4 separate regions of the Mus musculus genome follow, and regions 1, 3 and 4 are each linked to region 2. A link is a contact called in public HiChIP or PLAC-seq and promoter capture Hi-C data. All regions are on one chromosome and are shown on one strand. The core of a region is the stretch at or near the end of the contact, and the rest is flanking DNA. Distances in the headings are between cores, read along the strand shown.

The links. HiChIP or PLAC-seq counts read pairs in DNA pulled down with a chosen protein or histone mark. Capture Hi-C pulls out chosen DNA fragments and counts their contacts.
Region 1: a FOXA1 HiChIP or PLAC-seq map of pancreatic cancer cells shows a contact between it and region 2. The contact joins the promoter of Gfus here to the promoter of Eppk1 in region 2. A contact is called at or near these places in 1 of 115 datasets of contacts at active chromatin or transcription factors (pancreatic cancer cells) and 1 of 9 other capture datasets (adipose tissue).
Region 3: an HNF4G HiChIP or PLAC-seq map of pancreatic cancer cells shows a contact between it and region 2. The contact joins the promoter of Exosc4 here to the promoter of Eppk1 in region 2. A contact is called at or near these places in 4 of 39 promoter capture datasets (embryonic stem cells, liver, neural stem cells and 1 more), 3 of 115 datasets of contacts at active chromatin or transcription factors (double positive thymocytes, embryonic stem cells and pancreatic cancer cells) and 2 of 9 other capture datasets (adipose tissue and liver).
Region 4: a contact with region 2 is called in a promoter capture Hi-C map of liver. The contact joins the promoter of Zfp707 here to the promoter of Eppk1 in region 2. A contact is called at or near these places in 3 of 39 promoter capture datasets (the SN4741 cell line, macrophages and stem cell-derived epiblast-like cells), 1 of 484 Hi-C or Micro-C datasets (liver), 1 of 115 datasets of contacts at active chromatin or transcription factors (effector CD8 T cells) and 3 of 9 other capture datasets (adipose tissue, liver and pancreatic islet).

What each region holds. Positions count from the first base shown.
Region 1 is chr15:75,928,419-75,931,118 of GRCm38.p6, forward strand. It overlaps Gfus (GDP-L-fucose synthase), which reads right to left and starts at 1,400. Exons shown (of 11, transcript NM_001357005.1): 1 at 1,301-1,400; 2 at 474-631; 3 at 11-125. The coding sequence starts at 619.
Region 2 is chr15:76,118,765-76,121,464 of GRCm38.p6, forward strand. Eppk1 (epiplakin 1) reads right to left here and starts at 1,431. Exons shown (of 3, transcript NM_144848.2): 1 at 345-1,431. It overlaps BC024139 (cDNA sequence BC024139), which reads right to left. Exons shown (of 16, transcript NM_001142968.1): 11 at 2,660-2,700; 12 at 2,106-2,399; 13 at 1,695-1,919; 14 at 1,490-1,574; 15 at 1,239-1,372; 16 at 753-1,065. The coding sequence ends at 982. Gm52196 (a long non-coding RNA gene) reads left to right here. Exons shown (of 3, transcript XR_003951574.1): 3 at 13-384.
Region 3 is chr15:76,326,104-76,328,803 of GRCm38.p6, forward strand. Exosc4 (exosome component 4) reads left to right here and starts at 1,294. Exons shown (of 3, transcript NM_175399.4): 1 at 1,294-1,560. The coding sequence starts at 1,390. It also overlaps a transcript of Oplah not described here.
Region 4 is chr15:75,967,835-75,970,534 of GRCm38.p6, forward strand. It overlaps Zfp707 (zinc finger protein 707), which reads left to right and starts at 1,289. Exons shown (of 4, transcript NM_001347040.2): 1 at 1,289-1,570. The coding sequence starts at 1,463. It also overlaps the pseudogene Eif2s3x-ps1.

The DNA of each region.
Region 1 (2,700 bases), core at 150-2,649, 190 kb before region 2:
TCCAACTTACCCAGAAATCCAAGTTGTATTTGATATTCCGGAAAAGGCCGCCTACCATTGCAGCGAGATGGATGACGTGGGTGGGCTGTACTTTCTGGAAGAGTGCTTGGGTTTGGGCTGCATCCCTGAGGGAAGCCAGGATGTCAGGGGAGGGCTAGGGAGGCCTGAGGAGATCAGGAGTTTGAGGCTTGGGCAGTGAGTCTAGAAACTGAATGGATCCATGGCTGGAAGGGCAGCCACAGAGACAAGTAGCTAAGTTCAGAGCTTTAGCAGCTGTCGGCTGGGAATCCCGGAACTACAGGAGGATGTTTACTTAAGAGCACAGCCAGCAACTACAGCCTGTCACCTGGCAGGGAGGACCCAAACTCGGGGTAGATTACTTCTAGGCTCAGGAACAAACCCGGTCAGGGTATTATTCTGTCTGGAAAGGGAACCAAGAGGAGGAATTGGGTCTGAATATGGTCGCAACTTACGTCAGATCTGCATCTTTGGAGGAGACAAACACCCATTCCTCTCCAGGTAAGCCGGCCCCATCTGCAACCACCTTCTGGATGGCTCTACCCACCAGTCCAGAGCCCCCTGTCACTAGGATCCTCATGGATCCATGGGGTTCGCCCATTATGGTCTGCACCTGGAGGGCCAAATGGTGTAAGCTAAGGAGGATACAGGATGTGCCATTTTCCCTACCCCATTCTCCTTGGCCAATGGCAGCAGGCACAGAATCAAAACTTCCAAGGAGGAGCGACAACAGGCTGACAGACACACCCAACTCTGTTCCCCCAGGAAGTCCTTTGCCCTGGGCATTATAGCTTCCTGCTGGCCGCCATCCCAAACAAAGTAGCTTGGTTCCAACCCATGACCCTACTAGGCAGAGGAAAGGTACACCTCATCCCTACGACTGCAAAATTAGGGCTGGCAGGTCCCTGCACAGATCATAGCGGCTGCTTCTCCCCAACGTTCACCCTACAGACAGACAAGGGGCGGTGCTCGTACTTGGAGTCCCGTACCCACAAATGCTGAGCTGATAGCCTACGGTCTAAGAAAGCCTAGTAGTTTAGGGCAGGGTGCACCGCTGGACGGCCTCAGGACGCTGGAATTTTTTACGGTTTCTGTAGGGGGGCTCTGAACCAGCCGCATGGCTCCACCGTTACCAAGATGAGCAAGGGCCCGGGCCCCAAACCCCTTGGTTCCCGACCCAGCCCAACCCCACGTAGACCCACAATGCGAGACGTACTCTTACGGCCCTGACCAGCCTGCGAGATCCCCGGTTTGCTGCGCCGAATCCAACTGTAAATCTCACCTGCGATGGGTTCCACCAGCCCAAGAGCTACTTCCGGTGCACAATTCTCCAGCTATTCCCGGTTCAAGTGGAGGGGGGCGAGACCCTCCCGGGGAACTCTGGGAAATGGAGTCTTTGTCACGCGCCAGTGAGGCGCGGGCCCTTCTGGGAAATGTCTTCTGGGCCTCACGGCCATCTGGGAAACCGAGTCCTGTGGGCGGGGCGGGGATGGTCCCGTCTCACCGCTGGAACTGCAATGCAGAGGACAAGCTGCACACCTAGACACACTCTAGTGGTTAAACGGACACAGGTCCCTCAAGGGACTAGTGGGCTGGCAAGGAATCTCCAGTTCTTATCCTGCAAGGAAAATCATTTCCCATTAGCCGGTCTGCGTGTCTGAGTGGCCAGGCGCCTGGCTGAGCCAGCATCCCTTACCAGTTGTGTGTTCCAGCCAAGAGTTCACACAAGACTCGATTTCTTTACCTAAATTGAGTATTTTAAAGCAGTGAATAAAATCTCTTCTACCTCGACAACATCTTAAAGTGTGTTTCATAATGAAAAATTAAAATATCAGCCAATGTTGGAATGGTGTTTTTAAAGGTACTTAACTCCAAGCCTGTTCGTCTGAATTCGATCCACTCGGATCCACTTACTGGAAAGCCAGAACTGACTTCCACAAGTCGTTCTCTGATTTTCACGCTCACACTGTCCCACACATGTACCCATACATAAAAACTAAATAATGTATAAAAAAAAAACCTAAAAAATATTGGTTATGAGGAGGTAAGTAGGACAGCAGATTATTCAGTTTAGCTAAGTTTATATGTCTATCAACTGTGATAGTAGTGTTAATTTAAAAATAGAGACACAGGCTTAAGAATACACACACAGAGTGTGGGAGAGCACACTCTACCTTTAATTCCAGCACTTGAGAGGCAGAGTCAGGCAGATCTCTGAATTTGAGGCCAGCCTGTTCTACAAAATGAGTTCATCCCCCTGAGCCTCTTCTAATTTTTTTAAATCTATTTATTTTATGTATATGAGTACACTGTAGCTGTCTTCAGACACACCAGAAGAGGGTGTCAGATCCCATTACAGATGGTTGTGAGCCACTATGTGGTTGCTGGGATTTGAACTCAGGACCTCTGGAAGAGCAGTCAGTGCTCTTAACCGCTGAGCCATCTCTCCAACCCGCCTCTTCTCATTTTTATGTCTTTTAAATGACTCATTGAATTTAGTTAGAGTTTGCAATTGTGGACCAGAGTCTAGTACAGCTGTTACCAGCCCCTTCCAGTGTTGAGGAATAATTCTATTTTGAGTAGCCCAGTTACTTAGAATTTATTCCACAAAAGACAAATTCATCCCATATGAAACCACAGCCTCTTTAAAATGCCTCAGATCTATCATTTCTTTTTATTTTA
Region 2 (2,700 bases), core at 181-2,680:
CTTCTTCCCAAGGATCTTGATACCACCCAAGGGCTATATCCCTATGGCTGCTCACCCTAGATGGACAAGGATTACAGCACCTGCAGGGCCAAACAGCACACCACACATCTGCTAGAAACCAACCCACACCCTCGCGAGACCGCACAGCAGCCTGGCAGGGTCCTCAGTTTCCCGAACGATCCCAAGACTCAGGGGCCTCCCACCTCCCATCTGAGCTCAGATGACCCAGGTAAATGGGGCCCAGAACGGTCCCGCAGCCCCTCACTAAGTCCGCCTGGGGCCGCTGGCCTCTGGTTCCCACAGCTTTTCAGTTTCGGTTCTCCAAACTGCCCTCATTTCCTCACCTGTCGTGACAAGGCTGGCGCGGTCCTCTGTCTCTCCGCTCCCTCCACGCCGGGAGCCCCGCGCCACAAGCATTTAAATCGGCATGGCCCCTCCCTATGTTGACCCAAGTCCCTTCCCCATTGAGGGCGGTAGGCGGGGCTGAAAGCCAGGTTGGGCACCCCACAGGACAGGTGGAGTGGGCAGGTGAACACAAACTAAAGCATGGGGCAGGGCTACCTCTGAGCAACTCAAGCTGGGAGAGGCTGTTGAGTTGCAAAGTCCCTCCTTTCCTCCCTCCCTCCCTCCCTCCCTACTACAAGTCATTGAAAAAGAATGCGGGCCTGCTCTGGGTTGGGAGTGGAGAGCAACATGGGCTCTGTGGCTTTTGAATGAAGTTTGCAAGGGAAATGAAGACCCACCAAAGAGAGTTTCAGTTCCCCAAACTCCTCTTTATTGCTGAGAGTGAGAGACATGCCGGGACAGTGGCGGTGCACGCCTTTAATCCCAGCACCTGGGAGGCAGAGGCAGGCAGATTTCTGAGTTCGAGGCCAGCCTGGTGAGAGACCCAACCCCACTCTGTGTGCTCCAAGCTCCTGCTCAGTCCCTGAGCATGCTCTGCCACGGTTTCCTGTCCCTATCTTCTGGATCTTGGAGTCTTCACAGCTCCTCAGTGGACTGCTCTGAGGTTTTGACCTTGTAGGAGCTGGAGTCTCTGCGGTCTTTGACAATTGGCAGCCCTGTCTGCAAGGGGTGGCCAGGCTTCATCTCACCATTCAGCTCCCTGACATTTCCCACCCCCCTGGGGCTCAAATAAGTTCCTCAGTCCATCTGAAGGACCCAGCATCAGGAGAACCTAGCATCAGGAGGACCTAGCATCAGGAGGACCTAGCTCTGAAGCCCATCCCAGCTCTCACCTTCAGAGACAGGGGTCTGTTAGTGCCCATTTGGTTGGAGGTCCAGAGCCTCAGGGTGATGACCTCAGGGGCTGGCACACTAGGAGTCCAGCACAGGAACCTTTCGTGGATCTTCTGGCTGGTTCTCCCCTTTGCTGCTCAGAGATCCCATGTCGCTAGGCCAAAGCAGATGGCACACCTCTCCTGCCCATCCACCACCACCACCACCACACCCTGATGACTTACATGTCCTGTCCTACCCCAGCTCTCACCTCTGACTGGGTCATTTTTGACCAGAAATTCATCCAAAGCTGCCCAACCACCTCCAACACGAACCATCATGGCTCCTCGAGCTGCCTATGGAGCCAGAGGTGGGGGGAGTGGGGTTATGACACCAAGCCTTCAATACAGGGGTTGGGGCAGTTCCTGGGGCTCTGTCCTCCCCACCGTTACAGGCCCACACTCACACCTGCTTACCAAGGCTCCCTGGACCTTGGGCCTGCCTCTGGCCCCTGATGCACTTGACCCTTCTGGGTTTCTTGCTCTGACCACGCTATTGGGCTGTTTCTGGCCACTGGAGAGCCCTGGCTTGAATGTGATGGAGACCTTGTGGAGAGGCCCACGTCTCCCCCAGTTATAGCTAGGCCAGCCTTGTCCCACGCTGTCCTGCTCCTCAGTTGACAGGAAGCTATCTGCAGGATCCTACTGGGAAATGTTTCAATGCTGCCTGTGGCTTCGGGTACAAAGCACACCCCAGACCACTTTATTTTATGACCAAGTCAATACAGATAGTGTCTTTACAAGACCCTGGTGTATGTTGGCTCCTTGCTGGGAGGTAAGACCAAGTCCTTTTCATGTGCCCAGATCTATGGATCTATCTGCCCTTACCTGTACCTGGTGGCCCTGTTCCAGCCGTTCCCACTGGTCCCTTTTGTCCTCGCTCCTCTTGCTATGCTCTGGCTTCCTAAGACTCCAGTTCTCCATGACCTCTGACCACCATGGCCTCCAGCTCAGTTCTTTTGGAATCTTCCCCAGGAGGCAAGCCTTAGCTCTACTCGCCAGATCCCCAGGCGGCTCCTGGTCAAGACTCATCAAAGCCAGTATCTCCCTTGGGGCTCGAGTCCAGTACTTTGGGGTGAGGGCCGGAGGCATCTCCTCTAACAAGCTGTGGGCTTGTACCACCTATGCATTAGGGGGAAATGTTAGGGAACTTGGAGGACCCCATGCCAAAATTGCCCACCACTTCACCACCTCTCTTGAGCCAACGTCCTCATCCCCCAGAGCCTCTTAGAAGTTCTGCCCAGCACTTTAGGCCTTCCAGCACCTCCAAATGGTCTTACAGAGGGTGTGGCTCAAGGACAGATGTGTCCAGTATCAATAGGCTAACCCTGGATTGCTACACAGTTACAGTACAGGCCAGAGCCTCTGGCCACTGGTCCCACCTTGATCCCCAAGGGTTCCGCTTGGCTCAGTCTATGGGGGC
Region 3 (2,700 bases), core at 44-2,543, 210 kb after region 2:
CTCTCTGTAGAGCAGGCTGGCCTGGAACTCAGAGATCTGCCTGCTCCCACCTTCTGAGTGCTAGGATTAAAGGCTTGAGCCGCTCCAGCTGGCTGGTGTGATGTTCTAACTCTCCTAACTCTTCAGAACTGAATGCGCCTTCCCTCCAGGACACCTGTGTTGTTCTATGTCACACTCATCTCTCCAGAGCATACTCCTTTGAATATTCTTGCCCACAAGGGTGCATCGTTGCTGTCTGTGACAGCGGTGCCCTAACTCTCCTAATAAGGCCCACCTGAAGAGTAATTTCAGCTCAGTGTTCTTTCTGTGAATCTATCTTTTATCTATAACAACAACAACAAAACCTGAGGACTGTTGATTTCATATTCCGAGTGAAAACACTCCAAAAAAGTGTATACTAAATGACCCAATCCTTAAAAATAAATCAGAATTCCGGGCTGGTGAGATGGCTCAGTGGATAAGAGCACTGACTGCTCTTCCAAAGAAAGGTCCTGAGTTCAAATCCCAGAAACCACATGGTGGCTCACAACCACCCGTAATGAGATCTGACGCCCTCTTCTGGTTTCTGAAGACAGCTACAGTGTACTTAGATATAACAATAAATAAACATCTAAAAACACACTTTAAAAATAATCAGAAAAAAAAATCAGAATTTCAAGCCCTACTATACAGATGCATATATACAACTGCAGGCCCTTTGTGTTTGTATTCAAGTGATAGAGAAACTTATTGGGCAAGGTAAGGGAGGGAAACTTATGGATTTAACCAAGGAAATGAAAAAAGGAAAAAAAAACAAACAAACAAACTAAGCCACAGAGATAATAATCATGTGTAACAAACAACTGTGCTTAGCTAAACTGACCACGGTAAAAACCACGCGGGCAGAGGACCAGGTTTGATTCCGCAGCACTCACACAGTGGCTCACAGCTGCCTGTAGTTCCTGATCCATGGGATCTGACGCCCTCTTCTAACTTCCACAGCACTAAGCACACATGTGACGAATAGACATACAAGCAAGTAAACACTCATACAATAAAAATAGATATACAATTAAAAAAAATAAGACCAAAAAATGTCTCTGCTCGGGCCAGCATCTCCAACAAACCAAAGACGTCCGGAAGCCAGTCTTCTTGGCGTACCTACTCCAACAACCCGGGAGAAGCACAAAAACCCGTTCGCCTCGGGCCTTCCGTTTCCCGGAACTGAAAGGCTTAAGTCGAACATTCAGAAAGCCGGGGATGCCACAAGCCGCAGTTCCCTTTGACCGGAAAGCGACTAGGCTACCGGAAGCTATAGTTCACCGAGACTGAAAAGGAAACGTACCGACGGAAGTCGTAGTCCTGAAGGTCCAGGTCGAGCTGTCGGAGGCGGAGTCAGGACTGTACATCATGGCCGGGCTGGAGCTCCTGTCCGATCAGGGTTACCGGATAGACGGTCGCCGCGCGGGGGAGCTGCGCAAGATCCAGGCGCGGATGGGCGTGTTTGCGCAGGCCGATGGCTCGGCTTACATCGAGCAGGGCAACACCAAGGCACTGGCGGTGGTCTACGGGCCGCACGAGGCGAGTAAGCGGCGGGGACCGGGGGCTCCTGGCCGCACATCAAGGGAGGAGACCTAAGTCGTACGGCTTAACTCCTGAGCCCATGCAGCAGTATACTACAATCCCATCTGAGTCCCTGTGGGCCTCCCGGCAGAAAGCATCTCACACAGGTTGTCCCAACGTGTTGTAGCGGGGATGATGTGAGAACCTGGCTTCTTTTGACTTCATCTTACGAGCTCTTTCTCTTGGCCGACTTCCATTTCAGTCCTCTTTGTGTTGCATCCTCTAAGCAGTGAATATAATTATGCCCTGAGTTCTCAGGAAAATTGCGTCCCTAACATGGCCCTCAAATTTGTGTGTTAGGCCCCGTGAGGTACTGAGAATATCGGTTTCTTTAAGAACCCAGTTATGTTATGTGATTATGTTTTTGTTTTGATCCCACGTGTGGGGTATGGAGCTGCTTCAGATTGCCCTCAGCCACTATGATTTGTCTCATGCAGGGACCGGGGGCTTGTGATCCCACCTCGAGGGAATATACCTGTGTCTTACAGCTTAAGTCCTCCGTCTCAGTGGGCCCTCTGCTTAGCCTTTTTTTTTTTTTTTTTTTTTTCTCACGGGCTGCCCGCTTCATCTCTGAGGTGCCTCAGCCAGCCTGGCGAAGCTCCACTCACTCCCTGTTCCTTCAGCTCATTCTTCCCACATCTTGTCAGGAAAAGGCCTCTCAGGCTATTTCTGCACCTACTACATCGATTTTCCTGGGTCTTCCACCTTGCTTGTTTCTCTACGGGAACATAAACTCCTAAAACAAGGACATTAAATTATCTGCCTTTATTGCTGTGTCGCAGTGCTGTAGCAAGGCTGGCAAATGTGCACATTTTAAGGTTTGCTAGCATATGGAGCTCGGCTTTCTAGGTGGATGATCAGGTATAGAACACATGAGGGAAGACTTGGTAGGGAGAGGGACAGTAGATCAAATAGAGTTGAGGAGTTACCAAGGAGGTGAGGACCCAGGGCTTTGAAAGTCAGGGAAATTGAGATTTTTTTTCTTTTACATTACTGTAATGGGAAGCTTCTGGAAGGTAAGTAAAATATTAGTGTGTGGGTTACACAGTCAAACCAGATGTTTGTAATCATGGTGGCCACAATGGGAATAATTTGGGA
Region 4 (2,700 bases), core at 39-2,538, 150 kb before region 2:
TCGACTTCACAGCCAGGTTTGTTGACATCAGATGGACTGATAACAATGAGATGGGGCTCTGAAGTAAAGTCTCTTGGGGCCACTGGTATTTTCTTCACTATATACTCACAGACAACTTCAATATTATACTTCAGTTGAGCAGAAATTGGAATAATTGGTGCCCCTTTCTGCTATCGTTCCTTGCACAAATGCGAGATTTTGCTCATATTGTTCCTTAGCCTGACTTTCTTTTACCAGATCAATTTTATTCTGTAAGATCAAAATATGCTTGAGTTTCGTGATTTCTACAGCAGTCAGGTGTTCGGGCCAAGGGCATGATTCATTACTAGCTATCAACAGAAGAGCTGCATCCATCTCTACTGCACTGTTCAGCATCGTAGCCATCAAAATATCATGGCCAGGACAGTCAACAAAGGAAACATGTCTGACTAATTTGAAGTTCCCTTTGGCCCCCAGAATGTATGTAGGAAACTTATCTGGTGTACTGCTTCCACATGATCTGGTCTAGGACAACTTGAGTCATCAAAGTTTATAAGTCTTAGCATGAGCATGTCCAAGCTTGATGGTAATGTTTCTTTCTAGCTCATTTTTGAATCTGACAGTGTGAACTCCAGAAATAACCTTCACCACGGTGGACTTCCCATGAGCTCCATGACCAGTTGTAACAATATTAATTGTAGCTTGTCTGCTGATAACTTCACGTGAAAGTGGTGTCAACTTGGTAACATCCCCCAGCCATCTTGCTCAGAGGGGAAAGGACGTATCTTCCTTTCCATCTGCTCAGCTATCTTATGGTGGGACGAAGGCTGCCTAAACTAGAATTAGAATTACAAATAAGTTTGCATCTTTCAAATTAAATTTGGCATCACAGTGGCCTAAGGGTCCAGTGACCCCAATGAACAAAGTAGGAAATCCTGACCCATGCCACTAACATGAAGCAAACTGGCAAACATCAGTTTAGACAGCCATAGGACAAATTCCAAACAAAGAATGTTGATGGTTCTGGCTGCTTGAGAACTGGAGATAGGTTCTCTGGGGCATGGACATTTCTGATTTGAAGCCAACATGGTCTACAAAGAGAGTTCCAGAATAGCCAGGGCAACACAGTGAAACCTTGTCCCCCAAGCCCATCAAAACAAACACCTCCTTCCAGTGGGCTCAGGAACACACGAAAAAAAACCCACAGACCACCCATATCAACGGAAGGGCTGGGCCCCTGGGGGCGGGCTCGCGCACACTTCCGCCCTTTTATCTGGCCCCGCCCTTTAAGTAGCCGGAAGACGCTTCTGATTGGCGTATTTCCGCTGGAGAGTTGAAGTCAGTGCGGCGCGCACGGGAGTTGACGTTTAAAGGTGCAGGAGCTGGGGAATCCGACGGTGGTGCTGCTTTGGGTTGCTCTGCTCCGCGCCACTGCGCTTGCGCTGAAGCCGACCCTACCCCCGGCATCCCCCGCGGCCTTCAGATGCGCCGGCGTCTTGCTGCAGCTGCTGCTCTCGGCGAAGCTCGACGAGAGCGCTGCTTCCGACGGGGCAGCGCTCTTCCCGAGCGAGCTAACGGCGATGCTCCTCCGGTGAGCTCGGACCCTCTACCCCCAATCCCTGGCCCCGCGCCCACCTGGGTCCCCTTGGCACGGGCGCTCGGGTTTCCTGCTTCTGGCAGGTACCGCGCTCCGGCGGTCCTAGGGTCTCAGTCTGGGTCTGTCTGCTCCTGCTTTCCAGGACTACAACTTTCTGTTTTAGTGTTTCCCACACTCCCTGCTCTCCGGCCTTGAAGTCCAGCCAGGCTTGTGGCACCAGTTCTGGTGTTCAGATGAGAAATATATATTCTGGTTTTATCATGCAGAGTTTGTGGTTGGCAGTCACTACCCAGACCTGTGTTTCCCGAGCTTCGGGTCTTCCAGGTGTGTCCCAATTTGCAGCCTTGCTAGTCGAGTATAGATAAGAATGCATATCAGCACAGTGTAGGTGGTTGGTTAGTTATGTCGCAATGTCACAAGGTTGAATGCCTCTAGGCGCAACTTTTGTGATAGCTGTTAAAATAATTTATAGCCTGACTGGCCTCAACTTGTGCTGACCCCTTTGCCTCTGTCACCTGAGTGTTAAGATTAGTTAGGTTTTTTTTTTTTCTCTCTCTCTTTTAAAATGTTATCTCTTAGCTGGGCAGTGGTGGTGCACGCCTTTAATCCCAGCACTTGGGAGGCAGAGGCAGGCGGATTTCTGAGTTCGAGGCCAGCCTGGTCTACAGAGTGAGTTCCAGGACAGCCAGGGCTACACAGAGAAACCCTGTCTCAACCCCCCCCCCCAAAAAAAAAAAAAGTTATCTCTTTCTATGTTAATTTTTAGAAGTGATTCTAGATACTAGTTCTTTGGCAGAAAACGATTTGGAAATTCTTTCTCTGTTGCTTGCCTTTTAATCTTTCTTTAATCTTTCTAACTCCCTTTTAGAATCAGAAACTCTCTTGTTGGTTTCATTAAATGTTGTTTTGTTTGGCTTGCTTTTTAACTATCCCAAACGGTCTTTGACATAGCTTTTTCGTCAAAGTTGGTGTAATGGTTAATTTCTCAACTTGACGCAATCAAGTAATTTGGGAAGAATGTTTCAAGGGATTATTTAGTTCCGGTTGGCTTGTGGGCATGCCTGTGGGGAATTGCCTTGATTAGCTTAATTGATATGAGCGGACCCAGATTTGGGGTCCTGGAC